Linked DNA regions of Sus scrofa: region 2 is linked to region 1. A link is a contact called in public promoter capture Hi-C data. All regions are on one chromosome and are shown on one strand. The core of a region is the stretch at or near the end of the contact, and the rest is flanking DNA. Distances in the headings are between cores, read along the strand shown. Region 1 holds the start of MTMR4 (myotubularin-related protein 4). Region 2 holds the start of SKA2 (spindle and kinetochore-associated protein 2).

What was found. Promoter capture Hi-C pulls out the DNA fragments that hold promoters and counts their contacts.
Region 2: a contact with region 1 is called in a promoter capture Hi-C map of fetal liver, with 4 times the contacts expected there. The contact joins the promoter of SKA2 here to the promoter of MTMR4 in region 1. A contact is called at or near these places in 2 of 5 promoter capture datasets (fetal liver and liver), 1 of 47 Hi-C or Micro-C datasets (embryonic fibroblasts) and 1 of 2 datasets of contacts at active chromatin or transcription factors (skeletal muscle).

Annotation. Positions count from the first base shown.
Region 1 is chr12:34,768,576-34,774,716 of Sscrofa11.1, reverse strand. It overlaps MTMR4 (myotubularin-related protein 4), which reads left to right and starts at 3,402. Exons shown (of 20, transcript XM_005668984.3): 1 at 3,402-3,613; 2 at 4,603-4,662; 3 at 4,774-4,810. The coding sequence starts at 4,808. It overlaps SEPT4 (septin-4), which reads left to right. Exons shown (of 11, transcript XM_005668982.3): 5 at 83-217; 6 at 331-448; 7 at 538-639; 8 at 838-934; 9 at 1,025-1,187; 10 at 1,351-1,450; 11 at 1,721-1,941. The coding sequence ends at 1,780.
Region 2 is chr12:35,429,589-35,435,729 of Sscrofa11.1, reverse strand. It overlaps SKA2 (spindle and kinetochore-associated protein 2), which reads left to right and starts at 2,436. Exons shown (of 4, transcript XM_003131674.5): 1 at 2,436-2,717. The coding sequence starts at 2,685. PRR11 (proline-rich protein 11) reads right to left here and starts at 2,036. Exons shown (of 11, transcript XM_005668999.3): 1 at 1,903-2,036.

The DNA.
Region 1 (6,141 bases), core at 2,153-4,652:
GGTGTGGGCTCCTCTGCAATCCTAGAGCTCACTAGGCAGCCCCCACTCCCACAGTTTTTCTGCTTGTCTGTCCCTGCCCCAGCTGGAAGCCTGTGGCAGAATACATCGACCAGCAGTTTGAGCAGTATTTCCGAGATGAAAGTGGCCTGAACCGCAAGAACATCCAAGACAACAGGGTGCACTGCTGCCTGTACTTCATCTCGCCCTTCGGCCACGGGTATGGTCCGAGCCTGAGGCTCCTGACACCACCGGGTGCTGCCAAGGGAACAGGCCAAGAGCACCAGGGGCAGGGCTGCCACTAGCAGGTGGTCACAGATTCCTGTTCCCCAGGCTCCGGCCACTGGATGTTGAATTTATGAAGGCCCTGCATCAGCGGGTCAACATCGTGCCTATCTTGGCAAAGGCGGACACACTGACACCTCCTGAAGTGGAGCGCAAGAAACGCAAAGTGAGGGAAGCTGGTGGGGGAGGGGAGCAGGTGGGCTTCTGGAACGGACGGGGTCCCCAGAACTGTGGGCCCCCTCATGTGTTTGCCAGATCCGGGAGGAGATTGAGCACTTTGGAATCAAGGTCTACCAGTTCCCAGACTGTGACTCTGATGAGGATGAGGACTTCAAATTACAGGACCAAGCCCTAAAGGTGGGGCCACCCCCAGGCCATCCCTTTCCCAGCTTGTTTCTTCTGGGCAGAAGAGGGAAGTAGAATTCTCTAAAGGGTAGGCTATTGGGGTGGAAGCGGATCCTGGCTTCCTAGAATGAAGCAGAGACGATGAAGATACAGGTGGAAGAGAACGGGTGAGAATGGGAGGTGTTGACAGGCACCACTAACTTCTTCCAGGAAAGCATCCCATTTGCCGTCATTGGCAGCAACACCGTGGTAGAGGCCAGAGGGCGGCGAGTTCGAGGCCGGCTCTACCCCTGGGGCATCGTGGAAGGTAAAGCACTGAGCTTGTGACCAGGTGTCTCCTTGCCCTCAGTGGTTCACCCCACCCATGCCCCTGGCTGACCCCAGCCTTGCTATACAGTGGAAAATCCAGGGCACTGCGACTTTGTGAAGCTGAGGACAATGCTGGTGCGTACTCACATGCAGGACCTGAAGGATGTGACACGGGAGACACATTATGAGAACTACCGGGCACAGTGCATCCAGAGCATGACCCGCCTGGTGGTGAAAGAACGGAATCGCAAGTATGGCCAGAGGCCAGGACAGAGTTGGCAAGGGTGGGGTCCCGAGGGCAGCCTTGGGTGAGACCAAGCCCTTCCTTTGTTCTTCTATAAGCTCTGGGCGCAATTCAAACAGGTGCTGGGGTCCCCCTCGCCTTACCAACCCCCCATTTTCCCTTTCCCTCAGCAAACTGACCCGAGAGAGTGGTACCGACTTCCCCATCCCTGCTGTTCCACCAGGGACAGATCCAGAAACGGAGAGGCTGATCCGAGAGAAAGATGAGGAGGTGAGAGTAGTATGAGGTGGTAGGGCTGGCCAGCCCGAGAGGACCCCTGCTTAAGCATAAACCTCAGTGTCTCTTGGTTTGGGGACAGGATGATCCCTGGCCCTGGTATATATCTGGATCCTGGATTGGTGGATTAGTGGTTCCACCCTGGGACTTCATTATACTCAGGGCCACCAAGGCCCTGGCTCAAGGGATTAGAGGTTTCAGGCACTTTCCTAACATGATAGGACTCTCTGAAAGGTCCCATTTTGATGCATGTGCCTGTTCCAGCTGCGGCGGATGCAGGAGATGCTGCACAAAATCCAAAGACAGATGAAGGAGACCCATTAGCTGGCTTTCAGCCTTGAATATTTAAATCACCGCCTCTTCCTCCTGCTATGCCGGCCCCTCCCAGCACCAGCTCTACTCAGGCCTCTGCAGCTACTGCCACTTGACCTTACATCCCTGCTGCCTCCCCAGAGACTCAGAAGAAATAAAGTTTAACAAATCTATAGGTGGCTTCTGGTGTTTCTGTCGATATCTTTCCATCTCCTGGAGACCAAGAAGATCCTAGGACCCGTTTTGAAAGACTGCCAGAGGAGGGTGCTGGTTTTGGCCTTTACTAGCCAAGGGAGGGTGGGGAGAACCTTCCCCTCCAGAGGCAGGGTTTAGTCACCACCATCTTCCTGATCATATCTATCATGCATCTATTATCTGGGGCCCTGCTCATCTTTCCCACATACAGTACTTCCACAGAAGTTTTGGATTTGATACCTTGAGAAAACACAGTATTAATAGCCTCCCAGCTTTGTATTTCCTGATTTGGGGAATGGGATATTCAGAATTGAGCTCTGCACTCTAGGAAGCCTAGGCCAGCGCACTGAACAAATGTTGGAACCCCTGTAATCACCAAACACTATAGTAAGTGCCAGGAATGGATAAAATACAATCATTGTCCTGGAATAATTCAGTATTTATTTACCAAATATTTATCAAGCATCTATCTGCTAGGTTGCAGATACTGTTTTAAATCTTCGAGTTAAAGCAGTGAACACACATAAGGTTCCAGTTTTCCTGGAAGTTGCTAAATGTAGTAAATGTCCCAATGTCCTATGAAAAGACACGTGAAGACATTTTGGCCCCAGGGCCTGGTATTAAAGCATTCAGGCCCATTTCCAAACTGAAGCTATCAGTTGAGAATCTGAGTCAACTGTTCACCATTTCTGTCGGGTTGGTGGTATCGCTGGGACACGGCGACCTCCAGCGGCCACCCTCCGCCCTGCTGCCTGTTCTGGCTCCCCGGGGTCTCCCAAGGCAAGGGGAGGAGCCAGAGAGAAGCGAGAGAGGAGCCAACTATTCTCCACAGCCTTTTCAGACCAGAAGGTCGCAGCTAAGCTAGTGGCAGTCTCATTCTCATCTCTCAAGTGAGAGATTTTTACTCAAAACTGATGGCATGTGATTCAGGTCACGGACACCAGGGTCGGTTCGCGGATGAAAAGTGAGGTCCTGGAGGAACACGTCAAGGTGTCCGGAAGAAGGGAAAACCTCCCCCAGCCAGTCGAAGACCGAGAAGGAGCCTCAGGCCCTCAGCCCTCTCTTAGCTTTCGGGGTTTTTCTCCCGCTTCTGGCTTTGGGACGGACGATCACAGTGAAATCAAACCAGAAATGGTGCCACCGGGATCTATTTGAAAAGTACACCAGAGGCGGGGTGATCACCGGAAGTGGCTGTGAGAACGCCCCGCCTTCAATTGCGCTACCAGTAGGCGACAGACCGCCCCCACTTCCGGCCCCTGGAGCCTTAACCAGCAGCCCCCCTTTTACTGCTCTCCCATTGGCTGCTGCAGGGACGCGCTGTGATTTCCCATTGGTCGCGTCTTCTCTTCGGCGCCGCGCCTCCTCCCTGCCAGTACAGTCTTGTCTTCCGGCATCCGATAGGCTCAAGACTGGGAGGGCGTCTGCCCCACTTGACCAATGAGCGGTGTGAAGAGTGAGGGCGGCTGCTGCGTGGTGGGGGGCAGGGCGGGACTTGGTGTGGCTATTGGCCAGGGCGGGCACAGACCAGAGATAGGATTGGTTGGGGAGAGGGGCACCGTGGTGGGGGGTCGGAGCTGCGCGGCCTCAGCAGCTGCGGGAGACGGAAGTGGTGAGAGCGCGGCTTCGGAGGGTCGGGCGGACGCCGCCTGGGTGAGTCACCGTGCCCCATACACTGCCAGTCTGGGAACCGCAACGACCGCGTCTTGCCCGGCCCCGCCCCGGCCCCACCGGCTTTCCTGAGACCCGCCTTCTGTCATTCGGGGCTCCGCCTCCGAGTCTTTAGGCTCCGCCCCTAGAACCTGGGCACCTGAGCTCCCCTGTCAGCCTGACCCGCCTCCCCCCGTGGCCAGATACCCTAGGTCCAGGAACCCTGGGTCTCCCAGGCCTAGTTCTCGTCTCTCTCTCCCTCCGTTTCCTTGAGGCTGCTTGCCAGTGGGCGGTGAGGCAGCACCTCTGGCTTGCCGCTTGCTGGCTCCCCCATGAGGAAGGGTGGGCTGTGATCAGGGAGGCGGGTAGGACCACAGATGGAGGCTTTTGTAGCCGCAGCCTTCGGCAAGGCACACTCCTAGACTGCCTCTGAGCTCGAATAGCAGGCATGGAGAAGTGTCATTCAAACCTGGGCCCGGCTCCCTAAGTGGGCCCAGACGGCTCAACCTGACATGTCTGTTGCTTGGGCCCATTTGACGCTCACTGACTCTGAGGCCTGCACTGGCCTGATTCTATCCCCATTGTGTGGACTCCTCCCACTAACCTGCACCCCACTTGGTGTCAAGTACACTCAGCAGAACATGTCCAGCCCTGCTGCCTTCTGATCACAGGTTGTGGTCCCCTCCCTCTTGTCCTCTGCTCTGGACTCTGCCCCAGTAAACAGGTCAGGTGGGTGCTACTCACAGACTCAGAGGCTGGCCGTGCGCTCCTCTGGTGGATTTATGTTTCCACCAGGGCCAGAAATGAGTCCTGGCTGTGCAGCCTCTGTCTCTTCAGAGTTGGCAGGTCTTTTGCTCTCCCACAAAGAACAGGGTTTGGAGTGTTTTACTTCTCCTTCTGGGTCCGGGAATCGGGATGCTTGAGTCCTGCTCCAGAACTTTGTTGCTGCCTTCATGCTCTGCAGAATCACTTGTTGCTTTCTCCCCGTGTAGCTCCCACTGCCTCTGTCTGGCATGGTGAGTTGTGGAGAGACTGGAATCACTGTGAAGAAGGTGAATAAGAGTTGTGGGGAAGTTCAGGAGCAGATGTGTGGTGATGGTTTGTTGATTCTATGGTGGTGTTAATGGTGCTCTTTACTCTTGTGTTTCTCTGGGTCTTTACAGTGAGAAAAGGCAGCCAGACCCTCACCACGGTAGAATGGTGAGTACCCTCTCTTTTCTCAGACGCTTGTGTTTTCTGTAATCCTTGTATCTTTCTCCATGAAGCTGACCCGCCCCTCCTGGACCTTGAGCTTCAGGCTACTCTGTTCAGCAACCAAACAGGTTCATCTGCCCTGGAGATAAATTAGGGTTTCTTTAGGTTGCAAAACGTCATCAGCCAATATACAGCACTGGTACCGGACGCCACTGAAAGTCTTTTTCTGCACGTGCTATGCCATGGTTTCCCCACACTGGCTCCCTGAGCCCTTCATAATGGCCAGAACTTCTCTTCTCTTGGGTCCTTGGTTGCAGCTCTCTGGCCTGGTCCAAAAAACCAGGCCTCCTTTATATCAAGATTCTTGTACTTCCTGATGGGTTCCTTGAATATTGTGGGTGCTTTATTGGGAGTGACTCCACTAAAACTGTGGGACTTCTCTGGCTCCAAATGTGCCGCTGTTTTGATAAGCCTCTGTAGGAACAGCTGATTGGATATATAGCAGGAGAGCACCCTCAAGGTGGCCAGAATATCACTATGGGTGTGGTGTGTGTGTGTGTGTGTGTGTGTGTGTGTGTTATAATGATCCCATAACATTTCCACTAACTATAACTTCCCTTCCCTCACCCCAAGTTCAAGGAACCCCTTAACCCTGGCGAGCTAGGAGGAGGAAACAGTGAGATGAGAAGGAGTGGAGAGCTGCAGGCCCTGGCCCAGATTAGGCCCTTGCTCTGGCTGTATCTCTTTAGTTCTTTCATGTGTCCTATGCTTAGGGACAGGTCAAGGAATTCAGTTACTGAGGGGACTCACTCTTTCCCTCCACAGACATGTGGGTGTGGTGTGTGCGGTACTGTTCTGGTCTCTTCTCAGAAAGCCTGCTGGTCCCCGGCCTCCACCATCAGATTGCCCCTCTCCTTTTCTCTCTTCTGTGATACCCTGAAAAGAGTCAGCCTGGTCTAATTTTGAGTCCTAGCACCACCACTTAGTACGTTAGGTGAACTGCAGACCTTCTCTTTAAGCCTGAAGTCTCACTTCTTGGGGTGGGGTGTGTGAATGGTTTTAATGAGATCATGTTTGAAATATGTCTGGCTCATGGAAAATATCAGATTGTCTTCTATTCCTCCCTTCCCCCAAGACCAAAACCAAAACCAAAACAAAAGCCCTGGTTTCTGAAAGTTACCAGGCACAGGGAGTGTGGGGTTCCGAATGGTTGCTTCTGTGACTTGGTGACATTTTGAGCCTTTTATCACTGCTCCTTATTCTTTGACCCTCTACCCACCTCCCTTCAGCCCCCTACCCTCGAGTTTTCGAGGTTTGTTTTTGCATAGCTTCTGTGG
Region 2 (6,141 bases), core at 1,187-3,686, 660 kb before region 1:
AACCCGAATCCTCATGGATACTAGTCAGCTTCTTATCATGCTGAGCCACAACAGGAACTCCCCCTCGATATTTTAAATTCATAGTCCGAACATGAACATGGACATTATTCCACAAAACCACAATCAGGAAATTTTACCTTTGAATATAGTTTCATATTCAAATTACATCAATAGTCTCAACAATATCCTTTAGAGCTGCTCCCTTTCCCTCTACACCTTGCATTTAACTGTAATGTCTCTTTGGTCTTTATAACTGTTCCCCAGCCTTTTTATACAAGTATTGGCCTTTTTTCATATTATTTATATTTTGGAAGAAATCCGGGTAGTTGTTTCTCAGTTTGGGTTGGTCTAAGTGTTCCTCCAATTATCTTCCTGCCTTCAGTCCAACTCCTTGCCAGTTCATTTTCTACCTTCACTGGATTCAGTCTCTCCTTTTTTTTTTTCGTTTTTGGCTGATCTGCAGGCATATGGGGCTAGGGATTGAATCTCAGCATAAGTTGCAATCTATGTAACAGCTGCAGCAACACCAGATCTTTAACTCACTGTGCCAGGCTGAGGATGGAGCCTGGGTCCCTGCCTCTGTGCCAGAGCAGGAACTCCTGGAGTCAGTCTTTTGTTTTGTTGTTTTTTTAGGGCCACACCCGCAGCATAAGGAAGTTCCCCAGGCAAGGGGTCCAATTGGAGCTACAGCTACTGGTCTATGCCACAGGCCACAGCCACAGCGACTACACAACAGTTTAAGGCAGCGCTGGATCCTTAACCTGCTGAGCAAGGCCAGGGATCCAATCCACCTCCTTATGGATACTAATGGGGGTCTGTTAGCTGCAGAGTCACGACGGGAACTCCCTGGAGATAGTCTTTTTTTTTTTTTTTTGGTCTTTTTGCTATTTCTTGGGCCGCTCCCGCGGCATATGGAGGTTCCCAGGCTAGGGGTCGAATTGGAGCTGTAGCCACCGGCCTACGCCAGAGCCACAGCAACGCGGGATCCGAGCCGCGTCTGCAACCTACACCACAGCTCACGGCAACGCCGGATCGTTAACCCACTGAGCAATGGCAGGGATCGAACCCGCAACCTCATCGTTCCTAGTCGGATTCGTTAACCACTGCGCCACCACGGGAACTCCAAGTCTTTTTTGTTGTTGTTGCTTTTTAGGGCTGCACCTGTGGCATATGGAGGTTCCCAGGCTAGGGGTCGAATCCGAGCTCCAGCTACCGGCCTACACCACAGCCACAACCACGAAGGATTCGATCTGCGCCTGCGACCTACATCACAGCTCAGGGCAATGCCGGATCCCTAACCCACTAACTGAGGCCAGGGATCGAACCTCTAACCTCATGGTTCCTAAGTCGGATTCGTTTCCGCTGCACTATAATGGGAACTCCCCATAGGGCTATTTCTGATATTTGCTTATATTTAATTTTACACTTTATGTTGTGCAGCATTGCTTTTTTAGTTCCCGTCTTGTTTCTCTAAAGAGATTGCAGCTCCCTAAAGCTTAGTCCAGCGCAGTACTAGGCACAAAGCAAACAGGGCATAATTTTAAAATTGCCACTCTCATAGAAACTCGAAAGATATTAAGACTATATCAAGGAACACAGTAGTTGGTTGGCTCTTCATCCCTGTCAAGAAATGTACTTTCTCAAACTTAAAGTGCAAAATAATCACAGGGGTTATTAAAAATTCATATTCTGATTCAGTAGGTCTGGGTGGAGCCAGATAATCTACATTTCTAACAAGCGCCCAAGTCATGCAGGTACTTTTGGGTTTGCAAACCACGTTTTGAACCGCAAGTAAAGGAATGGGCAAAAGGAAGGCAGATGCTTTACTCCAAAATATATTTTTGCAGAGCGTTAATTAAAAAGAAGTACGATTAGAGTGGACCCAGGCGGAGTACTTCTTACCCAAACTCAGAACACCTCCATCTCCCCTCCGAGTCCAGCCAAAGTCCCCACCTTAGTAAACCGTAAGAACACAAGCAGCAACAGGCCCAGCTATGGCAGATGCGAGCCCAGGTAACAAAAGAAGATCTCCCTGCACTTACTAGTCTAAGAGGCCAGGGGTTCGATGACGTCCCGGGAGTAGCCGCTCCCTCGCCATAAAGAAAAATTCAAAATTAAGACCTTATCGTGGAGGGACCAATCATAGCCTTTGTCTCTTCACCATTTGCTCTCTGCGTAGTGCAGGAGCGCAGCCTAGCTTCTGACTGGCTGAGGTTGCACCACGTTCTGGCCAATCAGAGCTGAGGCGCTTCTAGTATGAATAGGGGGAAGGCGGGAGCGAAGTGGAGGGGAAGCAGCCGAGGAAAGGTGTGTCACGTCCCCGTTGTCGCTTGTGGAAGCTTTTGTGTAATTGGTTGGCTCTTCTTCCAATTGCACCAATCGGAAGCTCTTCTCTGAGGAACTCTAACTGTGAAATTGAAAGTAGAGATGAGGATGCAGCCAATGGAAGAAAAAAAATGTATAGCAGCCAATCCTCCTGCGGCGTTTTGTGTCCTCGCCCAACAAGAAAATGTGTTTCATGCGTAGGGGCGTCTCCCAATCGCCAATGGGCGGGCACTGGTGAAGCGGAGGAACCAATGAGTGCGAGGTGTTGAGTGACAGCTGTCCAATAGGGACCCTCAGTGCTAGTACGGTTTACGGCTTAAGCGCCGCCGCCGTGGTCTGAGGAATGTCAACTATTCAACATGGAGGCGGAGGTCGATAAGCTTGAACTGATGGTGAGTGTAAAGTGAAGGAGATCTGCTGGGTAGTTCATTTTTCCCGGATGGCCTCCAAGGTGGAACGCAATTAGGAGTCGCCGGAAATCCTGGGTGGTGGAGGCTGGACTAGACTAGCTCCCTCCTCCTGCACCGAAGGGAGTCGCCACCGCCTGGTTTCTTTTAACCGCCACGGGGAAAGGCGTTACATCCGGGAAACTCGTGAGGGAAATGGCGGGAGATGCTGAGGGTGCGGGGCCTTTGGAATTCCTTGTTCCTTGACCTCATCTTTCCGCCTCTTAAGGAGCTGTGGCTGGTGCAGACAGCCTTCTGTGTATTTCCACCAAAAAGGCGTGATTGGAATGGTTCCTTTACACCCTAAGAAGGGGCGAGGTCGTTTGCACTCCGAGAAACGGGCATGGAGGGTGGGGTGGGAGTAAACCGAGAGGGGCGGAGAGAAATCCCTTTAGGACTGAACCGTCACATTCTCGGCAAGCTGAAAAAGTCTGAGATAGGATTCTAGACTTGTGTGCATAACTTCCTATCGGCCAAGGAAGCTCCTCGTTTCTCTTTGGCCCTTCGGTGAGGGAGAGAAGGGAATCTGAACCAGGAGCTCCTTTCCTGGAGCGCGGGCGGGACTGGGACGTGGACGGCACCCCTGCTCTGGAGTTGCCTAGTTTCATTCATTGTGAAAGTAGGGGGCGGGGGCGAGTAACTGGAAAGGACTCCTGCTGCTGCTTGGCCTGCAGGAGCGCGCCAAATTGCAGGCCGTCCTAGTTTCTCCTTTGGATCCTTGCCTTACTTGTTCTCTTTATTCTCTCCCTTCCATCCCTAAATTACCCACTTGGTCGCCCGCGCTTTTTTTCTTTTTAGTTCCCTTGTTCTGTCTTCAGTCTTTTCCCCTCCTGTATTACATGTGTTTGGATTGGGCTGACTTCCTTTAAAATGTGGAATTTGGAGGGCTCATCCATTATTGAATTCCTGTCCTTTTTTTGTTAAAGGAAAATAACAAGATTAAGTAAAGAAGCCATCTCCATCGCAGTCCTTTCCTCCTACCACTGCCATTCCCTGGCATTACTGCTCAGGTATCATTGTGCCTTTGCTGCTTCCTTCAAGATGAACCTTGGGTCTCTTAAATACCTGCAACACTTAAATACCTGCAACGTGTAGTGATCTTGGAAGAAACAGTATCATCGTCACACCCCATTCCCACCCCCAGAAAGTTTGAGACCTTGATGTATGTTAGTATTTTTTTTTCTAAGATATTAAATGAATTGTAGTGTTTTAGTGTCTCGCATATACAGAATCAACTTTCATTTGCTTTCAGTTGTTTCTGAAATTTTAATTTTCTTTTGCGGGGAGTGTGTGTGGAAATTGGAAAGGTAAGAAATGGCTGCAAAGAAGGCAGCTTTTCTGTTTCTTTTTTTTTTTTTTTTTTTTCTTGCCATTTCTTGAGCCGCACCCGCGGCATATGGAGATTCCTAGGCTAGGGGTCGAATCGGAGCTGTAGCCACCAGCCTACGCCAGAGCCACAGCAACTCGGAATCTGAGCTGCGTCTGCAACCTACACCACAGGTCCCGGCAACACCGGATCCCTAACCCACTGAGAAAAGCCAGGGATTGAACCCGCAACCTCATGGTTCCTAGTCAGATTCCTTAACCACTGAGCCACGACGGGAACTCCAGAAGGCAGCTTTTCAAACCTAACTTTTAGTTCAAAATTTTGTTATTCTTACCATTAACTGTCTTTCAGAAATGCAAACATGTTAAGTATTGTAGTTCGATTCTATCAACAGGCAAAGATGTTAATATGGTCTTGCCTTCTCCATTATTATTCCTCACTCCAGATGGGTATCTCTGACTAATTATAGGATGCTAAGTGATACTAATTATGCTCTTAACAGTATTTTTCCCCTTCAGGTTTTAATTTTGAGGTACTACTTAACCCTTTTCCGAATTTTGCATTAGAGTCAATATTCTCCCAGGATATTTTTTATGGCTTTTTTTTTCCCCCTGCTTTTTTTAGGGCCATACCTGCAGCATAAGGAGGTTCCCAGGCTAGGGGTCTAATCCGAGCTACAGCTAAGGGCCTAGGCCACAGCCACAGCCACAGCCACAGCCACTCCAGAACGGAGCTGCCTCTGCGACCTTCACCACAGCTCACAGCAATGCCGGCTTCTTATCTCATTGAGCAAGGCCAGGGATCAAACCTTCAACCTCATGGTTCTTAGTCGGATTCGTTTCTGCTGTGCCACAGTGGGAACCCTCCAGGATATTTTTTAGATTGAACACATTTTAAGGGGAAAACAAGTACATGTACCTCTTGGGAAAAAGTGGGTTTTAGAAAATTTTGAGGTAGCTAGTCTTAAACTTTTAGATAGTTGAATGATGGAGTAGTTTGGAAAAATGCTTTTCATGGAAGAAAGAATAAAGCAGGTTTTTCTTCACAAATTGCTTTTAAGTAACTTAGTCATAGCCTTTTTTTTTTTCTTCTTTTCCCTGTTCAAACTATGAGCTTATTATTAGTTTGTTTCCATAATCATTAGGGTTTAAAAATTGTGTTTGAACTGTTATTATAGTTTTATTATTACCATTTTATATTGATTGGATAGTATAAAGGACTGCATCTCTTCTTTAGATTTGCCATGTGAAAAAAATGTTATGTCTGTGAACTGGTTTATTTGCTAATATTCTAAAGGTAAATGATTTCCTGTGCATTCCTCTGATATATGGCTTTATATTACTTAAATAAAGGATTTGTTGAGGAACCAATGTTGAATATTTAATAAGTGAAATAGAATGCCTATTGTTTAACTTTGAAAAGAAAGTACTTATCTTAATTTTTAGACAAATATCCTGATCCTCTTATATTAAAAAATTTAATATTTTTTGCTTGTTTTAACTTCTGATTCAGGAAATTAAATATAGATTTTTAAATACTTGTCTTTAAACATGATCCTTGACTAGCAGAGTTGAAATATTCTAATATCTGAGTTATGTGGTCTAGTATTTGAGGTCAAGACATTTATGTTTCAGCTCTCTGAATTTGAGTTCATTTCTTAGTAGGGTCAATCCTACCAAGTAGCTGAAGTGGACATTTAAAGGAAGATTGGTGAAAATAATGGAAAGTGTTTTCGCATCAATCAACATTATTAATGGAGGAATAAGCTCATTGTAAGATAATCTTTGTTCTCTAACTTTTTTCCCTCCACTTATTGAGTGGTATTTGTCTAGTATCCTTCTTTTGTGATACCACTAGTGTCTGTGCACAAAAGGTAGTGCAATGTGATATATGATACTTCACTCTTTCTGAGCTGATATCTGACTTTAGAATGGTTTCTTACCAGTTTTAAGGTTACAATGTTAATTGGCTTGTATCCAAGGAAACCTGATTCTTAAATCTCAGAGTCTTCTCCTCCCATTAGTATTTTCTCCTTGATTTTTC